Linked DNA regions of Mus musculus: regions 1, 2 and 3 are each linked to region 4. A link is a contact called in public HiChIP or PLAC-seq and promoter capture Hi-C data. All regions are on one chromosome and are shown on one strand. Each heading gives the region's core, a stretch centred on a gene start, on an enhancer-like site or on the middle of the called end of the contact. The rest is flanking DNA. Distances are from core to core; before and after follow the strand shown. Region 1 holds the start of Slit1 (slit guidance ligand 1). Region 2 has its middle 18 kb from the start of Gm19424. Region 3 overlaps Slit1 (slit guidance ligand 1). Region 4 holds the start of Rrp12 (ribosomal RNA processing 12 homolog (S. cerevisiae)).

The links. Promoter capture Hi-C pulls out the DNA fragments that hold promoters and counts their contacts. HiChIP or PLAC-seq counts read pairs in DNA pulled down with a chosen protein or histone mark.
Region 1: a contact with region 4 is called in an H3K4me3 HiChIP or PLAC-seq map of embryonic stem cells, with 10 read pairs. The contact joins the promoter of Slit1 here to the promoter of Rrp12 in region 4. A contact is called at or near these places in 2 of 39 promoter capture datasets (hippocampal neurons and pre-B cells) and 1 of 115 datasets of contacts at active chromatin or transcription factors (embryonic stem cells).
Region 2: a promoter capture Hi-C map of macrophages shows a contact between it and region 4, with 5 read pairs. The contact joins the enhancer-like site here to the promoter of Rrp12 in region 4. A contact is called at or near these places in 3 of 39 promoter capture datasets (hippocampal neurons, macrophages and pre-B cells), 1 of 484 Hi-C or Micro-C datasets (nephron progenitors) and 1 of 115 datasets of contacts at active chromatin or transcription factors (pancreatic cancer cells).
Region 3: a contact with region 4 is called in a FOXA1 HiChIP or PLAC-seq map of pancreatic cancer cells. The contact joins the enhancer-like site here to the promoter of Rrp12 in region 4. A contact is called at or near these places in 1 of 39 promoter capture datasets (liver), 3 of 484 Hi-C or Micro-C datasets (B cells, the C2C12 cell line and bone marrow-derived macrophages) and 2 of 115 datasets of contacts at active chromatin or transcription factors (embryonic limb bud and pancreatic cancer cells).

Annotation. Positions count from the first base shown.
Region 1 is chr19:41,741,787-41,745,320 of GRCm38.p6, reverse strand. Slit1 (slit guidance ligand 1) reads left to right here and starts at 1,465. Exons shown (of 37, transcript NM_015748.3): 1 at 1,465-2,109. The coding sequence starts at 1,913.
Region 2 is chr19:41,762,657-41,766,280 of GRCm38.p6, reverse strand. No RefSeq gene overlaps it. Among named protein-coding and RNA genes, the nearest start is that of Gm19424, 18 kb to the right of the region's middle. Within about 2 kb of position 1,365, at least 10 of the 459 cell types and tissues checked have an H3K27ac peak or open chromatin away from gene starts, as enhancers often do. A contact at or near this core is called in macrophages, where this site is marked.
Region 3 is chr19:41,673,157-41,676,335 of GRCm38.p6, reverse strand. All of the region lies in intron 4 of Slit1 (slit guidance ligand 1), which reads left to right. Among named protein-coding and RNA genes, the nearest start is that of Gm34116, 16 kb to the left of the region's middle. Within about 2 kb of position 1,780, at least 40 of the 459 cell types and tissues checked have an H3K27ac peak or open chromatin away from gene starts, as enhancers often do. A contact at or near this core is called in the C2C12 cell line, bone marrow-derived macrophages and pancreatic cancer cells, where this site is marked.
Region 4 is chr19:41,894,312-41,897,638 of GRCm38.p6, reverse strand. It overlaps Rrp12 (ribosomal RNA processing 12 homolog (S. cerevisiae)), which reads left to right and starts at 1,486. Exons shown (of 34, transcript NM_199447.2): 1 at 1,486-1,700; 2 at 2,262-2,491. The coding sequence starts at 1,562.

The sequences.
Region 1 (3,534 bases), core at 216-2,715, 150 kb after region 4:
ATGGTAAAGTAACTGGAAGAGTCTGATCCAGAGGGAAAACAACCAAGCATCCAATGGTTCCAGGTGAGTCCCACGCCTCTAATCGTGTGGTGACTTCAGTATCTCACCACTGTGACAAACTGCCGTCATTGCTGGGCTTAGGTTCTGCTCCCCCCTCCCCCCAAGAAGGGGGACCCTGCAGTAGCTCCACTAGGGGGGCTTTTGACTCTTGACCATCTGAGCTACTTCTGATGCCCAGTTGTTATCTGCACATAGGGCCCTGACTCCCGGAGCTCAGCTCAACACGAACTCCAAAGCTTGCGTGGAGTTTCCAACAGAGGAATGCTCGACAGAGCCATCTTTATCGGGGGGGGGGGGGGGGGGGGGGAAGTCCTTCTCTTTGAGTGCAAAGCTTTGGAAGGGATGCACATGGTGTGGAATAGGAGGAAGGGGACACCCACAGTGACACTCAGATCACCAGATCAACCCTGTTGATCAATGGGATGACAGATGTCTCAGCCAGATCTCCCTCACATCCGGAGCTCAGCTCTTTAGAGACCCAGAGAGCCACAGCTGTCCGTTTTGGGGGAGGTGCTTTCTTTTCTGGGGTTGGAGGGAATTCTGTCCCTCACTGGATTTCCTATTCACACCCACATCCCCAACTCTGTCAGAATAAGAAAATTCCTTGCCCATGGGGCTGTGAGGCCCGAGGTCCTATTCAGGTACCAGTTGACTGGGTGGTGTTTTTTTCTTCTAAACAGGTTCTGTGTTCTCTCCACTCTGGCCTTTTGAGAGGACCAAATATTCCTTTTCTTCTGTTTCCACCTGCCAGATGTGGAGAGGCTAGTTGCTGGATTTCCAAGGTGGCTTCCTATTGGTATACCAGTAGAGAGGCTTGTGTAGAAAACACCTCCCCTCCGGACTTACAAAGTCCTGTCAGGACTCCTGTCATCCCAGCTGGCTGGCTTCTGTTCCCGGAAGAGGTTGGGTTCTGCCTTTAGGGAGAGTATGTGTTGAGGGAGAAGACTAACCTGGCCTGAGGCTTTTATATTCTCTCAAGTCTCTTCCCTCAAGGTCCCAGGCTGGGCAAGGAAAGACAGCTTGGAGAGGCCATCTGGTACAAGAAGCCTCACCAACAGTTGACAAAGGAAGTTGGTGGGGCCCGGTGACCTCTTCAGCCATTGGGGAAGTCTGTGGTCCCAGGGAAGGGAAGGTGTAGGGAAAAAAAATCTTTTTGCTCCTCTGCCCTAGTAGCTGAGGGTACTGAAGTGACTGGTCTAAATGTACACATCATTGCAGTGTGTGTGTGTGTGTGTGTGTGTGTGTGTGTAGCTTACAGAGCAGGTCCAGTCTGTAAGCCCCCTTCCCCGGGCCCCCGCAGCCCTTGGCGCCTGGGAGGTTGCACCTTTGAAACTGTATGCCAGCGGCTGGACCTCTGTAGCAGCAGAGAAGTGGTGGGGAGGAGGCGGGCGGTGGTCCGTGCTTGGGGGGGAGGGCGGGAAGGAGTCTGGCCCTGGAAGTGTGCTTTTCGATTGATGGATGACTGCCGGGTGTGAGCGAGCGTGCGGGTGTGAGTGTGTATGTGTGTGTGTGTGTGTGCGCGCGCGCGCGAGGTGTGTGTGTGTGCGCGCGCGCGGGGCCTGCCCATTTTCCTCCTCACAGCAGTCAGTTGGGAGCTGGAGGGAGAGGGAGACGCCGGCAGCGAGCACTGGGAGAGGAGCTGAGCGCCCTCCGCTTAAGACGCCTTTCCTGGGTCTACGCACAGACGCTGTCGCTGGGAGCATCTAGGTACCACTCGATCCGCAAGGGCGCATCGCACGATTCCACCGGCTCTTCGGTCCTTCGGTGGGGATAGCACCTGGAGCTAGCCCCGGACGGGGATGGTCAGCGGCTGCGGCCGTCTGGCACGCGAACGGGACACGGCGAAGGCACCATGGCGCTAACGCCCCAGCGCGGGTCCTCTTCGGGGTTGAGCCGACCGGAGCTGTGGCTGCTGCTGTGGGCAGCCGCGTGGCGCCTGGGGGCCACGGCGTGCCCCGCCCTCTGCACCTGCACCGGCACTACGGTGGACTGCCACGGCACGGGTTTGCAGGCCATCCCCAAGAACATCCCACGGAACACCGAGCGCCTGTGAGTACGGATCCGCCCGTCCACTGGGAGTCCCTCCACCCCCTCGACCCCTGGTTGCTCTCCCACCCTGACGGATCAGAGGGACCGGAATCGGGTGGGGGGCGCTAGACCGTTGGGCTCCGTCGCCAGTAGAGGAGTCAGTGCCTTGGTAGGTTTTTAGGAAACCAGAAACCAGGAGCGCATTTGCAGGTGCCAGATTCAAAGGGCCCTGGAAGCATCCTCAGCCCTTCCTCACACCTGCCCCTTGCGATCTCTGCTCTCCGCTGTGACAGGTCCTTCCCACTGTACAGCACTTTATTCCTCTAGGGTACCTGGAGCCTTCCTGGCACCTAGGAGAACAGCTTCCCACAGACTCCAGGCACGGTGTCTCCTTTTGGACACATGGGGTTTGCTGGGTTCTGAGTGGGCAGGTGGATTTGGGCTCTGAGGGCTCGCTGCCACGGACCAGAAGTTTCTGAGCACCTATTCTACCCATTGTTTGGTCCCAGAGCCTGGATAAGTCTTCCCTTGAAGGTGTAAGCAACCTACCCTCTCCTTCAGTCTTCATCCTGAGCCCAGGCAGACAGACAATGGGACCCGAGGGCCTTTGGTTTGGGTTTTGGGGAATATGACATCGGAACCCTTACAGGGTGAGAGGAGTCCTGGACTGCGAGCTCAGGGATGATACTAGAGGCCAGGAGCTCGGACTGGGACATAAGGTTGGAGACATTGACAGTGACAAGTCATAAAAACCACCCTTCCTTCCCTCTTGTTCTCTTGTACTTCTGGATTTTGAGGTAACTCCACCCTTTCCAGACCTGCCTCATGAGCACGGTGGAGCGTGTGTGATACATTTTCTCTTTTCCTGCCAAATGTGGTCGGTGTGAAATTCCGGCACCTAAGGATACCACGGCAGTGTGAGTCCGGGGGGTCTGCGGGTCGTGCGAGTGGATTTTTAGTCACACACAGGGCCTTTGTACACTTTCAGAGGTGACTGTACCAGGGGATTTTTTTTTTTTTTTGATACTTTGGGGAAGGTTAGTGGCTTCTTTGAAACCATGCTCCTCTTTCTTTCCACACTCCTGGGTGACTACAGTGAGCGTCAGAAAAGGTATACATATTTTGATAACTCAGGAGCATACTTTCATGAGTCTCAGCTGGCCAGAGGCAAACCCCGGGGAGAGCTGTTGCCTACATCAAACTCTGAACTTCTGTACCGAGGCCAGCAATTAGTGAGTACATGCTTGCCCCAGACTCTTTCTTGGCTGGGTTTGAGACATTCCCGTGACAGTTTCAGAGAATTTGCAATCTGCATGCAATCTAGTTGGGAACTGGCGTGTGTGTGTGTGTGTGTGTGTGTGTGTGTGTGTGTGTGTGTGCACGCACCCATGTAGAAATTGGGGTGACCGAACTGAGTTTCCTTGAGTCAGCCTCATGGACCTAGAG
Region 2 (3,624 bases), core at 116-2,615, 130 kb after region 4:
ATCTTAGCACTTGGGAAGCAGAGGCAGTGGATCTATGTGAGTTCAAGGCCAGCCTGCTCTATACATATGGAGTTCCAGGGAGGCTAGGGCTGTTTAGAGAGATCTTGTCTCAAAAACCAAAACAACCACAACTAAAACAACAGCTTTGAGCCCCAGGGTAGGTGGCCCCACTCCTTGAGGAGTGCAGGTTGTCTAAGTTGCTGACTTGCTCTGAGTTATTCCATATTGAGTGGAAGTAGCTCTTGGGCTATGTGCCCCCAACAGGCTCTGTTTTACAAAGGACACCCAACTCCCTTTTAGGTTGTTTTTATGCTTTGTGGCTTGATATTAAGGAACAATGAATTCAGTCAAACCAAATCTGTGGGCAGAAGAGAAAGAAAGGAAGCCATCATAGGCCAGAGGAGTGTGCTGAAAGAGCTAGTGAGTGACGAGTCCAGGGCCAGTGTGCTGAAAGAGCTAGTGCAGAGGAACTTGGAAGACTTCAGGTATCCACATGGGCACAGCTGGGGCACTCTGGACACATCTGTCCTCGAGACAGTTGACGTTATCACATTTTATGATCAGAATCTATGGCAGTGGCTCAGAGGGGGCAGAAATAGCCTGAGATAAAAGTGTAATATGAAATAGGTGTGCATTGTTTATTGACAAGAATACATTCTAAGAGCTGGGTGGTGGGGAGGCAGAGGCTGACTAATCTTTGTGAGTTCGAGGCCAGTCTGGTGTACAGAGGTAGTTCCAGGACAGCCAAGGCTACACAGAGAAACCCCGTATCAGAAAAAAACAAAACAAAACAAACAAACAAACAAACAAAACAAGGCCAAACAAACTAAAACCAAAATAAGAATTCATTCTGAGCAGTGCACCATTATACAGTTTTGCTGTTGTGTGCCATCATAGAGTGTACTGACATATGTGGCCCCAGGAGACACAGGAAATCGAGTATGAGGATGCTCCTGGCATGGTGGGCCATGCTGCTTTACAGAAAGGTTTTTGTTTTGTTTTAATAGTAGAGTCCTCGTCCCTAAAATAATGATAAGAAAGGCTGGAGAGATGGCTCAGCGGTTAAGAGCGTCGGCTGCTCTTCTGAAGGTCATGAGTTCAAATAGCAACCACATGGTGGCTCACAACCACATGTAATGAAATCTGATGCCCTCTTCTGGGGTGTCTGAAGACAGCTATAGTGTACTTACATATAATAAATAAATCTTTTAAAAAAATAATGATAAAAAGTATGGCGTGCTGAGCAGTCCCTCATAATGAATGTGTGTACTGTTCATAGTTGTTGTGGGTTACCCTTTCATAAGGCTTGTGGCAAAGTAGATTGTTTTCCTCCAGAATCATCAGTGATTTCATAACATACCACTGGGTGGCTAACAGTTATGACTTCCCTAGTCCGTGGCAGTTTCAGCTCTGGGACACTCTGGGACCACTGTAGTATGCAGTCTCTTGTCTGAAACATCCATGGAACATAACTGCATATATTACAAACATGATATCTAATGTTAAAAAAGGAGTCACAAATGTAATCACCGTAAATGTAAGTATCAGAGGAGCAGATGGAAGTGGGGGTGGGTGGGGGAGAGGGCCGGTGGGCAAGCATGCTTACTGAGCAAGCATCAGACACTGAGTTCAGGTCCCCTGCTCCCATGTCAAAGCCACTGTGGACTTGGGGACCTGTAATCACAGTGCTGAGGCAGGATGGGCCAACAGGTGGATCTTGCTGGTGTGTTCCAGGCTTCGGGAGAGCCCTGTCTCAAGGGGGGGGGAGAGTGGATCTTGTTCGAGCAGGGTGCCGGTGTCCAGCCTCTGTGTACACAGTAAGCTAGAGAGATCCTGATGGGCTTTCAGAGTGCTTCCAGTCTATGGATGCTCTGTGTGTGTCATGTGACCTGACTCATGGAAGGAAGAGGTTAGAGGTCTCGTTCAGCTGCCTCCCTCCCTCCCTTCCTCCTTCCCTCCTTCCCTTCCTCGCTTATGGCCCCCATACTTCCTCCACCTCCCATTGTCAAAAGTCAGCAGAAAAAAGTGTGGGATATTTTAACTTTTTTTCCACACCGAGTCTTCAAGATATAGCATACATCTTCACAGACATTATATCTCAAGTCAGAAAGCCCATATTTAATTTCTAGTGTTTACTCAACGGACTAACTACATGTAGCCTTCAGGCATAAAGTGGTCCAGTGTGTCTGTAATCACCATTTTGGCCACTAGGTGGCGGAAGCGACCTTTCACTCAACGCATTAGACAGTAAGCTGTAGAAAGGGTGGAGGAAGCCCTGAAATCGTCCTGTCTTTGGCTTATTTTAGACAGAAGTGAACCGAGTTGGATATATCCCACACAATTAAAAATTCTGCCTAGACCAGATGAGTTGTCATACCAGGTGGAAGGAGGGGACTCAGTCCTAAAAATTGTCCTCTCTCTCTCTCTCTCTCTTTCTCTCTCTCTCTCTCTCTCTCTCTCTCACACACACACACACACACACACACACACACACAGATAAACACTCCTTAGTCTAGAATAACACACCTGTTTCCTCCTGTCCTACAGGCTAATGCCCATGTAGAGGACACTCTGTTAAAAGGCAACAAGTTGGGCTGGTGAGATGGCTCAGTGAGTAAGAGCACTGACTGCTCTTACGAAGGTCCTGAGTTCAATTCCCAGCAACCACATGGTGACTCACAACCATCTGTGATAGGATCTGATGTGTCTGAAGTCAGCTGCAGTGTACTTATGTATGATAAATACATCTTTAACAACAAGTTAATGTGCACATTTAAAGCTTAGGCACTAAGATGTAATAGTAGCGAACAGAAGGGGAGTGGTTTTAGAGGAGCAAAGGGACCAACTGAGGTCACTGATGGGGGGGTGGGGAGTGAGGGAGGGGGTGAGGGCGGGCGAGCATAAACAGTATAAAGATATGTATGTGTGTAAATGTCACAATGAAACCTGATATCTTGTATGTAGTAACTACCAGTTTTCAAATTACATTTCTTTATGTGTGTGTGTGTGTACGCACATGCGTGTGTGCTCGTGCGTATGCATGCACACACACCTTGACATGTATGTGGATGTCCAGAGGACAGCCTGGTGAAGTCAATTCTCTCCTTCTACCCTGTGAATGGGGAGTGACTATAGGTCGTCAGCCTTGGCAGCAAGCACCTTGACCTGCTGAGCCATCTTGCTGGACCATAACTAATAACTTTTTAGGACTTAGCAAGTGACAAGTGTTTCTTGTGAGGACCATTTTCTTCAATTAAGGAAATAAAGGCCTGCGGTGATATGAAGGAGCCTCAGCTGTTAGCTGGAAACTTAAGAAAGCCTTCCTTGTTACACTGTCAGCCTACACTGAAGGCCAGTCCTTCCATCCTATTGTGAGTCCTTGCTGGCCTCTGCCACCCTCGTGTCTCCATTCTGTAACAAGAATGAGGAGATGCAGTGGTTAAGAGCGCCAACTGCTCTTCCAAAGGTCCCGAGTTCAAATCCCAGCAACCACATGGTGGCTCACAACCATCTGTAACGAAATCTGATGCCCTCTTCTGGAGTGTCTGAAGACAGCTACAGTGTACTTACATATAATAAATAAATAAATCTTTAAAAAAAAAAAAAAGAATGAGGAGATGTCCC
Region 3 (3,179 bases), core at 531-3,030, 220 kb after region 4:
CTGCTGAGACCAGCTGGTCGGGAGGGTGGACTGGCCTTGCAAAGAGAGGCTTCCTTCCTCCTAGCCAAAGAGAGCAGGAAGAAGGGATCCCCAAACCAAAACCAATGGGACTCTATGGAGCAGGTTGACAAACCAAACCTAGGAGCACCCTCGCGCAGTGACATCAACGGCGTCTGTCTCCCTGGGTGTCTGCTTTTGTGATGCTGGCTTTCTGCTTTCCTCACTCTCTTGGTCCTGCTCTTAGCAAAAGTCTCTAGACCAGAATCCGTCCGGCCAGCTTGCCGGATGCTGGTGAAGTGGTACTGGGCAGGGACGCTTGGGGACAAGCCTGCCCCCCCCCACACACACACACAGAGAGAGAGAGAGAGAGAGAGAGAGAGAGAGAGAGAGAGCAGAGCTTCCAAAAAGCCTGTGGGAATTGTGGTTCCTATGTCTTTGTCTGGTTCATCCAGAGCTCCTCATGCAAGATGCTCCCTCCGCAGATGCTCCACGTCCTGTGATTTATCTGCCTCTGATTGGTCAGTCAACTGAAAGAGTCTGACCCCTGTTCCATCTTGTCTCTTCTGCCTCCGCCAGGAAATTGTGTGGGAGTGAGCGAGCGAGCCAGCACTCAGCAGTGTGTTCTCTGTAGACTGGTGATTTACACGCCCGCTCTCCTCACGCCACAGCCTGTGAACAGCTGAGTCTGACCCAAAGCACTGGCTTTGCAGAGAGAGCCCTGGGGTCTGTTTCATTTTAATTCTGAGCCCCTTTATGAGTGACAGGCACTGTTTCTCCATGGGCAAGAGCTTGGACATGACCAGATGTCTAGATGAGATGCCTCCATGTTTTTGGCTAACAGTTGAGGCATCCCATGGCTCTGGGCTGTGGAGGCAGCGTTTGTGTAGAGATGGTCTCTAGATGGTCTGTGACAATGGTAGGACCTGAGAAGGCACCAGAGCAGCTACACGGGTGAAGCAAAGAGGATCAAGTGTGGGTCTGGGGAGAACTGAGCTGAAGTGGCCCCTGCTGGTGACAGCCAGCAGGTGATAGGGCTTTGAACCCATAACTGAAGGGTCCGGGAGACTTCAGCAGGTAGAGGCGTTTCACTGAGGGCTTTGAGTGAGAATACACATTCATATGTATGTGTGAATGTGTACATTTGCATATGTATGTCAGAGCATGTCTCTTTACATGTATATATGAGCACACATAATCAACTGTGTGTAAGTGACCGTGTGTATGAATGAGCCTTTGCGTTCAGATGGGTCTTTGAGTGAACACGTACACGCACATCTATGTGTGAATGAGTGCATTCACCTGTATACAAACATTTCCACTCACATCTGGGTAAGTATGTACATTGACACACATGTATCAGGGAGCGCATATATTTGAATGTGTGTATGAGTTATGCACATCCAAGCATGAATGTCAGTGACTGTATACAACTCATTGATCTGGATTGTCCTGCGTCCTTGGTCACCCTTTGGCTGTCTCCACAGTGCCCTAGAACTTTCCTGTGTACCGTGTCCCCTGGAATTCTTATACTGCAGGCCCAGGACCCCCGTTTCAGCTGTCCAGTAAATGCTGACATACTGGCCTGCTTTCTCTCCCTTTGAGTGACAGTGGTTGGGCAGAGGGGAGGAGCTTGCGCACAGGATGTTATCTGAGTCTCTTACAGTGTGTCCCCAGTCCTAATGTTCTCTTAACTAAATCCTGACTGGGCTACCTCTCACTGTGATCAGACAGGGGGAGAGCCACTAGCTGTGACTCAGCACCCCAGAAATGCAAACTCAGCCCATCCCAAGGCCGGTGCTTCCTGGTACTGAGACAATGACATCACTGTTCACTGTCAGCCCAGACATCAGTTCTGTTACTGTTAGAATCTGAGAATGGGAGTGTGGTGGCTCCCAAGTAGGAGCGGAACTCCCAACTTCCCATCTGTGATGTCTGCCTCTTTCTGGAGACGTGGCTAGTGGGGCATGGAAAGAATACTGCCTCGTGAGCTGGATGAGACGAGGAACGTCACTTGACCACTCTGGGTTCTGCGCATTTTCCAAAAGAGAAAGGTGAACCAGGCCATAGTTAAATTCCCTTCTGGGTCTTATTTCCTTGAATATGTTTTTCATTTCTGAGGTGCAATTAAGTATTCTGGGTAGCAAGAGAAATGAGGAGCCTTCCATCTAGGAAGGGAGATGGAAGCAACCTTTGGCTGCCCAGGAGGTGGCTTGGGCTCTAGAGAGAGCAACACCCTACGTGGTCCCAGAAGAGAAGCTGATTCTAACGGGCATTTCCCAGCCAGGCCCTCCCTGGAGCCCTGCCTCACCGCTGAGGACATGGTAGCCAGTGGGAGCATGTACAGACCCCTGGGGCACCCAGAGCTCCCTTCTCTCACTGTGTTCTGCTCCCATTGGTGGACACACTGTGTGCCTGGCACTACCGACTGCACCTACCCATTCACTTAAAACAAGCCTACTCCAGACCCTGTTCAGTCAGGCTTTCCTCTCTAGCAGGCTATAGAGCCTAAGATCTTCCAGGCCATGTGCACAGGATAGGGGTGGGGGTGGGAGTGGGGGTGGGGGGCTATCCGAGGCCTGGGAGGCAATGCATGGAGGTGAGGTGGTGACCAGAGCCTCCTTAGTAGGTCCACTATTTTAACAGCTAACATTCTCTAAAATTACCAGCACACAATAGTTGTGAAAAGCAGGTTAGCTTTTATTAGTGTTTGTGTCGCTTTATTGCTATTTGTTTTATTGTTGTTGTTGTTGTTATTCATGACCGAATGACCATATCATTTACTACTCTACAGACAACACACTTATCAGCTGTACCCAGGAGAACTGTCCCCTGCACCCCACTTCCTAGCTGGGGTTCCACTGACTCCCTGGTTGCTAGACCCCAGCCCAGTGACTTGTGAAGCACGTCTTTGAGTTGGAGGAGTCTCTGTGCCACTTCAGCCCAAGGGCTAGGAAGAGTCCCCTGATGCTGGAACACACTTCCCAGGTCAAATCACACAGCACAATGCCACTTACTGTCAATGTAGGGAGATGCCAAGATTCAAATATTGTGTCTTTTAGGGGGTTGGAAGTGAGAAAATTGGTTCTCCGGCCACACTCTAAATATACATTGTCACAGGGTTTTAAATACAGATAAGACATTTAATTATTAAATGGCTTTCAATGTGAGGTTCAAGCAGA
Region 4 (3,327 bases), core at 237-2,736:
GGACATATGTTTTATTAGATACTACTAGACCAAGCTAGATGTTAGGGCTCATGCCTGCAATCCCATCACTCACGAAGCAGAGGCAGAAGAATTGCTGTGAGTTTAAGGCCAACATAGGTCACACGAGACCTCAAAATACAAACAGGGAGCAGGGGCTGGAGAGATGAATTAACAACAGTGAAGAGTTCATGCTAGGGCTGGAGAGATGGCTCAGTGGTTAAGAGCAATGACTGCTCTTCCAGAGGTCCTGAGTTCAATTCCCAGCAACCACATGGTGGCTCACAACCATCTGTAATGGGATCGGATGCCTTCTTCTGGTGTGTCTGAAGACAGTGATAGTGTACTCACACACAGCTCTTGCAGAAGACCTGAGACAGGTTTCTCCTAGCACCCTCAGACAGCTCATAACTGCTCGTAATTCCAGCTCCAGGGGGTCTGATGCTTCCGGCCTCCACAGGCACCTGAATTCATACCATCACACGGGTGTACACATAACTTAAGAAATACATCTTTTAAAAATAGTACTAGTTTCCCAAAGTGCCCATATCAACCAACAGCAGCACATGGAGACATCAGGGCTGTGTTCTTGGCAACAGGGCACCACCACTGCTCCTTTCTGTCGTTATTCCGTTGTGGTTTCAATTTGCAAAGCAAGTCGTGGGCACTAGTTGTTGCTTTTATCTCTCGTGAGGCCAAGATGTTTTCATTTGTTATACATCCATAGTTTTTGATTATTGTTTTCTTTTTTAAACTTTATTAGGGTTTTTTGTTTGTTTGTTTCTGTTTTTTGAGACAGGTTCTCACTGTGTAGCCCTGAATGTCTTGGAGTTCACTATTTCAATATTTAGAGCAGTGTGGCCTTGAAATTACGGAGATCAACCAACGTCTGTTACCTAGGCGCTGGGATTACTGATGTATTTATTTTGTTATTTTTGTTTTTAGACAGGATTTTGCATCTCGCAGTGTGGAGACTAGGCTGGCTTTAAACTCACGACAGTCTTCCAGTTTGCCGGGATTACAAGCGTGCGGACACCACCGCTCCGCTTGAACAACCGATTTTTGTTTGTTTGTTTGTTTTTCGAGGCAGGGTTTCTCTGTATAGCCCTGGCTGCCCTGGAACTCACTTTGTAGACCAGGCTGGCCTCGTACTCGGAAATCCACCTGCCTCTGCTGGGATTAAAGGTGTGCGCCACCACGCCCGGCTGAACAACTGATTCTTTGAGAGTAATATAAATTTGTCTTTTAATTCCAAAGAAATTCCCGTTTTACAAGGTTTTCCTTCACGGCCACGAATCTTGGCGGTGCATCAGGAGCCCACACAGCATCCGAAACACCAGAACTCCTTCCCCAGCGTTAAGATCGCAAAGCAAATAGGAAGCCTCAGAACGGATGTTGATTGGTTTTGCCATGGTAACAGATTGGAGACAGGAAGTGACATCAGAGGAAGGGGCTGCGGAGCCGGCTGAGGACACACACGTGGGTTCTGCCGTGGCTTCTGCTGTCTTTTCGGCGTGTGTGGACGCTTGTTCTCTGGGCGAGTGCGAGCCACCGTTTGGTCAACATGGGTCGCTCGGGGAAATTGCCCTCTGGTGTCTCGGCCAAGTTGAAGCGCTGGAAGAAAGGCCACAGCAGCGACAGCAACCCCGCCACTTGCCGCCATCGCCAGGCCGCTCGGAGCCGCTTCTTCAGCCGCCCGTCAGGTAGCCGGGCCGTGGGACTCCTTGGGCGGCATCTTGTGGCATTCGGCCTGCCACTTTGTAATGTCAGTCCTGGCGCTCACTGTGAAGGCCCGCCCCTCGAGTTTGACAGATGCGGAAATTGTCCTCTGAAGGGAAATGACTTGTCTAGGATACCGCGGTCTCAGGGACACGGCCGTCACTACCCTTGGATGCCCCTTTAGATTTATGTATATGTTGAGGGAGTGTCAGGGAGCGAACCCAGGACTTTGTGCACGCTAACTAAACACTCAACTACTAACCCACATCTTCAGCCTTCGGGTGTCTCCGTACAGTATACGACCCTGGCTCTGGATGTCCCTGTGCCTTTAGTACAGGGAAGCAGAAACAGATCTGGGGTTCCTTTCTCTTGGCCTTGAAAATTGCAAGCGTACACAGGGCTGTGCAGGCAAGCCTGGTTTGGAATCCTGCCGCTGGGATTGGGGGGGTCTAAACCCTCTGGTTTGTTTCTTAGGGGTTCTGTTCCTTCAGCTAAAGGAAGTTTGGGTGGAAATGGGGCCATTACCTTGTTACTCTGGTTCTCAGGAAAGAGCGACCTGACTGTTGATGCTGTGAAGTTGCATAATGAGCTGCAGTCGGGGACCCTGAGCCTGGGCAAAAGCCAAGCCCCTGAGACGACCATGGACCAAGATCCAGAGGTGGCTTTCACCGAGAAGTCCTCGGGCACGTTTCTGAGTGGCTTGTCTGACTGTACAAATGTCACTTTCAGCAAAGTGCAGCGCTTCTGGGAATCCAACTCAGCTGCTCACAAGGAGGTAGGAGATTGGTTGCTGAGTTTGTAGGGCAGTAGGCAGGGCACATTCAAGATGACTTTCATACAGCTCTGGTGACAGCAACTGGTATTTCTGGATGATGTGTCATCTCTCTTACCCTTTGTGCCCCTCACATACACTCTTGGGCAGAGTCCCCTTAAAAATCGTGTGTGGTAATTAATGTTCATATATGTTTGAAATTTTTTTGTTTATTTTTTTGAGACAAAGTTTCCATTTGTAGACCAGACTGGCTTCAAAGCCATAGAGAGCAATCTGTCTTTGCCTCTCAAGTGCTGGGGTCAAAGGTTTGTGTCTTCATGCTCAACAAAGCATATTAATTTTGATTGTGCGTGTCACAGCATGGGCATGAAGGTCAGAAGACAACTTTAGGGAGACCTTTCTCTTCCCTTCCACCATGTGGGGCTCAGGGATCAAATTCAACTTGTCAGGTTTGGGAGCAAGTACTTTACTGGCTGAGCCAGACTGAGGGTAGAAATGTTGTCAACCTTTGTCTCCTCAGCTGTTCTTCAAACGGGAATCTTTACATGTATTTCCAGGGATGTTAGTGTTCAAGTTCATGGTGAATAACTGTGGTTTGGGATCTGTTTTGTTTAACGAAAAATGTTTTACTTAATTGACATTTCAAAGTTAATATGTTTATTTTTTTATTATTTAAATGAGGAATATTAAAAATGCTAAATGAGGGGCTGGAGAGATGGCTCAGCGGTTAAGAGCGCTGACTGCTCTTCCGAAGGTCGTGAGTTCAAATCCCAGCAACCACATGTCTGATGCCCTCTTCTGGGATGTCTGAGGACAGCTACAGTGTATGTACATGTAAT